Regions from separate parts of the Mus musculus genome. Here region 1 is linked to region 2. Evidence: chromatin contacts called from public promoter capture Hi-C data. All regions are on one chromosome and are shown on one strand. Each heading gives the region's core, a stretch centred on a gene start, on an enhancer-like site or on the middle of the called end of the contact. The rest is flanking DNA. Distances are from core to core; before and after follow the strand shown. Region 1 holds the start of Gcc2 (GRIP and coiled-coil domain containing 2). Region 2 holds the start of Msl3l2 (MSL3 like 2).

Region 1 (2,700 bases), core at 65-2,564, 2.1 Mb after region 2:
TTCTCCCCTCACGGTATTACCAGGGAATTTGATGTCTTTATATTTTGTAAAGGTCATGCCATATGACTTCCAGAAGCCATGATCAAAACCAACAAAAACACCTGGCTTTTCCCATACGGAACTTGGAAAACGCTCTGGCTCTACTTGGGGGTGAGGGCCCAACTGCTTGAAGGCCTATACCTGCAATTAGTGTATGTCTACACCTGGAAGTAGACAACCTGAAAAACCTGCTGAAAAACACCCTCTCACCTATGAAAATACAACATGTTAATTAATATTCGCCACCAGCGGCCACTTGCTCTGTCCTCTAGTTTATGTTTAGGCCAGGCTTAACTATAGAAAAATATCAGGCATTATTTTAGGGTCTAGGTCAGTCTAAACGTGTTCTATTAGACAATAACAACGAAAATCTATATTGTAGTATCTTCCTTCTCTAGAGTCCTCTGGGGTTTGGATTGGTTTTATCTTCCTTATCTTGCCTTCATCCCCTTGTGAGCAACTACAAGGAAAAAGAAGGCCTGCAGGACTCTTGACAGAACCTGGAATCTCTTTACCCTGTCTTCTCTCATTCGTAACCACAAGGGAGGGCCCTCATCAGACTAGTCACGTGTACCTTCCCACACTGTGACCTCGATGGGTTCTTTGAAGTGAATGCTGGAATTCAGTCTGAGTTATCCTTTTTTATGCAACCAGGGTTACCAGTCTGTGGAATGCTGCCACCCACAGTTACTGGGGGTCTCCATAGCTCAAGTAATCTAATCTAGATAAATTTCACATACATGTCTAGAGGCTCTCTCCTAGATGATTCTAGATCCTTTCAAGTTGACAATATAAACAACACGAGAAGCACCTCAGCCGGCAAATTAATATTTAGCAATACAGAGACAGCATGCCAGCATTTTGAAACTCCTGAGAAAGTAACGGATTCAGTAATTTATTCCTTATTACTACTCACAGAGGAACCTATTTTGAACATGACAGAATTAAAGTCACCTATAAAACTATTTGTTTCACATATGCCTGCTAGTCGGGATAGTTATATTTGTAAAGCACATCTTTAAAAATTAGAAAACGAAGTGATCAAAGGAACGTGTGCTCAAACCTGTCACCTGGCACAGGGTAGTAGTGCAGGGCGACTCAGCGCGTTCCGGCACCGGCCAGGGGACCTGCGCAAAGACGACTTCCTCCCGGACACCAAGGAGGAAGCGGAAGTGCCAGCTCTGCGTAGCCTTGGAGACGCGGGGAGGCGTAGTCGCCTCGTAACGAGACCTTTGACCCGCGCTCGGCAGCCTCGGAGGCGGAGCAGCCGAGACTCCTGAAGAGGCGGTGGAGGCAGCCGCGGGTCGCAGCCGCGATGGAGGTAACGGTGGGCGTCGCGCCGCCCCGCTGGCCCGCTGTGCCGCTCGAGGGGTGGGAGGGCATGGGAGCACCCTGTCCCCGCCCTCGCGCCCAGACCCCCGCCGCGGCGCTTGGCATTGAACCTGGTGCTGGCTCCGGCCGTGGCGACGGCCCAGCTCCGGTCCCTACCGCCTAAAGGGGTCCTCCTCTGCACAGATTTGTTTGGCCGCGCCTTGTACCTGGAATTGGGATGAGCTCTTTTTATGGTTTGTTTTACAGGATTCTGCTCCAGATGCCGTAGCTGCAGCACCCTCCGGGACCCCGAAATCCAAGGTGAGGAGAGCACTCAGCCGCCTGGTTCCCTGTAGCGCATAAGGTTAATGAATCGGAAAACTTTGGCATGGGGAGAATTATTTAAAAAAAAAAAAAAAAAAAAAAAAGAACTAACCTTTCCTCAGGGAGTTTCATTTTAATTTACTTACAGATTTCCTGTTCTTTTTTAAATTTCCTGATGTGCGAGCAGTTTGTTTACTTCCTGCTCCTTGTTAGCACGATGCTGTATTTCAAACATTTAGCTAGTCTGTTTAATGAAAGTTTACACAGTGACACGAAGCCGAGGGGATTAGATAAGAGGCAGGAAGAAGCAAGGAACTATATCCTGTTGGCTCCAGCTCCAGAGTTGAGGGTGGAATAAGGTTGTTCTTACAGCACTGTGCAATGTTTTATGCTAAGTGATTCAGAAAGGTAGGGGCACAATTTATTACCAAAATGTAGTGTTTGAAGACTGATTTCTAGGCATTTGCTGAAGTAACAGATTCTTTCAGGTAAGCTTCCTGAAATACGTATCTTCCCTATTCTCATTCTGCAGATGAGGAAACGTTGTGCACAAAGATTAAGTAATTTTCAGTTAGTAAACCCTAATATTTTAGTTGAAGTCTAAATGTGACCCGATTCACCTGTGAATGTAGTTATGTTGTTAGCTTCCAACAGAATGAGTTCTACAGCTCGAGAAATCTTGAGTTCCAAGCCCTTCTTGTACAGCTAGAGAACTCAGTGTTCTCTGTAAGAGTTTTGTGCTGGGGTTTTGGTTTGATTTTCCATTCACCTAATTACTTTTAGTTATTGAAGTTACGTTTCTCAATTTAAAAAATGTGACTGGCTCAACTGTTTAGAGTGTCTCTCTTTGGTTTTCGGCAGACACTGTGTTTCTTTTGGTGGCCGTACTAAAAGCATGGGTTTTAAAACTCAATAATACGACTCCATCTTTCAGCTAGAAACGTTGCCCAGAGAAGATCTCATCAAGTTTGCCAAGAAGCAAATGATGCTCCTGCAGAAAGCCAAAGCAAGGTGTACAGGTACTGG
Region 2 (2,700 bases), core at 149-2,648:
TTCTATTGGTCTTCTCCTTATATTTTTCATTTACTTTGTTATATGACAATATCGTATGGGCATATGATATAAAGCAATTACTAGCTAGCTCTCCAATATTCCTTCTTATCTCCCTCTCTTCTCTATCAACCCTTCTGTATCCCTACCAGTTCCTTTCTGGATTCATGACGGTTTTTGTTCTGTTCTGTGACCCATTTCATTTAATCAGATCCCCCTGTGTGCTCATTGATTATACACTGATTCCTAGTAGAGTGAGAAGTGCTCTGTTCAACCATCTTCTAAAATAAATCTCCTGATGATTGTTTCCTGAGCCCCTGGCCGTTATTTCTACTCATCAGTCAAGGCCCATAAAGCTATAAAAATCAATACCTAAATGCTTATCTTTCCAGACAAAGCAAATAAGTAGACAGTGTACTTTAAAATCCCCTCTTTTAGATATCCATGGTCAAAAGATCAGTAACTGCAGGTGTAGCACATAATACCATCTATAAGCCAGACTTAGTCATTTTTTTCTTCTGTAGCTAGAGAAAATTTCACATAAACTAGAGATTACGCTGCACATATAATTCATATGTTCATAAAATTTACTGTGTTCTTTGGGTCAGTTTAACCTTATTTTACAAAAGTGCCACTTTCTTTGATAGCTGAGTGTAACGTGCCCGAATAATTGAAGATTCACTTCTATTTCTGACAGGTTCTCTCTTGCCCCCGCTGTCTTCAAGAAGCGAGGGAGCAGACAGCAGAGAGGATACATATGAAGTACTCTGTAAACTCGGTATTACCAGCCTTTAAACGGGATGAAGCAACGTAAAAATAGATCACCACGAAGGATTTAAATGAAACAGGTTTGCACTCAGTAGATGCAGGATACTCGTGTTATAGTTCTGGGAAGTGTTTATAGCTCAAATACGTCTTGGGATGTAGACGCATCATCTGAGAGAGCATCGCAGTAAGTCTGCCTGTCAGGAACTGCAGATCGCCTAGAAGCCTGGAGCTGTGGGAAAAAGTGTGTGGGTGGGTGGGTGGGGGTGGGGGGGCTCGGGTCTTAAAGGCTGGAAGCAGGGCCTACGAAGACCACTGTCCTTCCTGCTGCTGTGTTGGCTAGCGTCAACTCAGTATCAACTATAGCCATTTTGGAGGAGGAAACCCCTAATTGTGAAAATGTCTTCAGCGGATTAGCCAAAGGACAAGCCTGTCAAGCATTCTCTTGATTGATGTTTGATGTGGGAGGGCCCTAGTCTCTGGAGGCAGTGCCACCCGTTGGGCTGTAGCCATTTCCTCCAAGTTGAAACATCTTCTCCTGGAGGGAGGGGGCGCTAGAGAGTCGGGAAGTAAACCAGACAAATCCGGTGAAAACTGAAACTAGCAAGATTCTCAAGGTCCCCACCCCCTCTCCTCCTGGGCTTCAAAAGCAGTCGAAAACTGCGGGGTGAGAAAGGATTGCACGGTTGGCTAGGATTCCCACAGCGAGCAGTTCGGTTGCAGTTTTCCTGAATCCCCACCTTGATGAGGTAAGCTTTTCAGAGATGCAGCTGCTTTTGAGCTTCCCTGACCCCACTGACCAGCACTGGATTCTGGATTTCCATCCCATAATTAGTTGTCAATGCCCTCTCTGGGCTAAGCAGACATAGACTGTGGTTCTCTAAATACGTCTCATGGGACAAAGTGTCTGGAGAGGTATTCTAGAGGCATATGTTAGAGGTATTTTGCCACATTTCCACATCTCATAGCACTGAACAATAAGGGAATTGTTGGCTATAGGGAACTATGCCACCAAGAGTAAGCTAGGGTCTAGAGAACCCCCTTAGCAAGTCCTGAGAACACCCATCTAGCACCCAAAACCAACACAAGATTAATGCAGCATAGTGGGGGGCTCAAACCCCACAAAATACAGCCTTAGACACAGAAGCCTATAAGCAGCTGAGACTGAATAGGAAACAAAAGTAGATATAATGTAGGGAAGTTAAAGATACCAGTTCAAACTTCACAGTAGACGGGAGAATTTTCCAGCTGGGCTGGAGAGATGGCTCAGTGGTTAAGAGCACTGGCTGCTCTTCCAGAGGTCCGGAGTTCAGTTCCCAGCAACCACATGGTGGCTCACAACCATCTGTAATATAATTTGATTCTCTCTTCTGGTGTGAATGAAATAAATAAACAAACAAATCTTAACCAATAATAGTAGTAGTAGTAATAATAATGATAGATAATTGTACCAGGCATGCTTGTCTCTGTAAAGTATAAACTCTATAATAATCATTAGATTTTTTTGCCATCTGTACTTCCTTTCTCATCTAAGGTACTTACTGATTTTGTGATTTAGACTACATGTTTACATATAGGAAGAGATTACAAGTGAACTTGGGAAAAACTGGAATTCACCAGCTATGGGACAACAGTTAAAGACTTTTTGATAAACTACTTACTTAAACTGTAGGTGAGACAGTGTTTCATTGGAGGATTTTAGTTCTCTCAGGCTTACAAGACTAAAGCTAAAGTACTTGGTGATGCCTGACAAGAATTACTGTAAATATTAGACATTACTATTAAAGATACTATATCTTTGTGACAATACTCTTGATACAAATTATTTCCAGACCCCATTTGAAAAAACTAAGCAAAGAAGTGATTTTAGGAATTCTAGAAAAAATAAATATGGGAGGGAAAAGAAATCACTCTATAGTTTTGAGAATCCTTACCTCA

What was found. Promoter capture Hi-C pulls out the DNA fragments that hold promoters and counts their contacts.
Region 1: a contact with region 2 is called in a promoter capture Hi-C map of hematopoietic stem and progenitor cells. The contact joins the promoter of Gcc2 here to the promoter of Msl3l2 in region 2. A contact is called at or near these places in 5 of 39 promoter capture datasets (cranial neural crest, embryonic stem cells, hematopoietic stem and progenitor cells and 2 more).

The regions. Positions count from the first base shown.
Region 1 is chr10:58,254,212-58,256,911 of GRCm38.p6, forward strand. Gcc2 (GRIP and coiled-coil domain containing 2) reads left to right here and starts at 1,315. Exons shown (of 23, transcript NM_027375.2): 1 at 1,315-1,360; 2 at 1,618-1,671; 3 at 2,609-2,693. The coding sequence starts at 1,355.
Region 2 is chr10:56,105,519-56,108,218 of GRCm38.p6, forward strand. Msl3l2 (MSL3 like 2) reads left to right here and starts at 1,399. Exons shown (of 2, transcript NM_001163833.1): 1 at 1,399-1,511. The region is part of intron 22 of Tbc1d32 (TBC1 domain family, member 32); the gene reads right to left.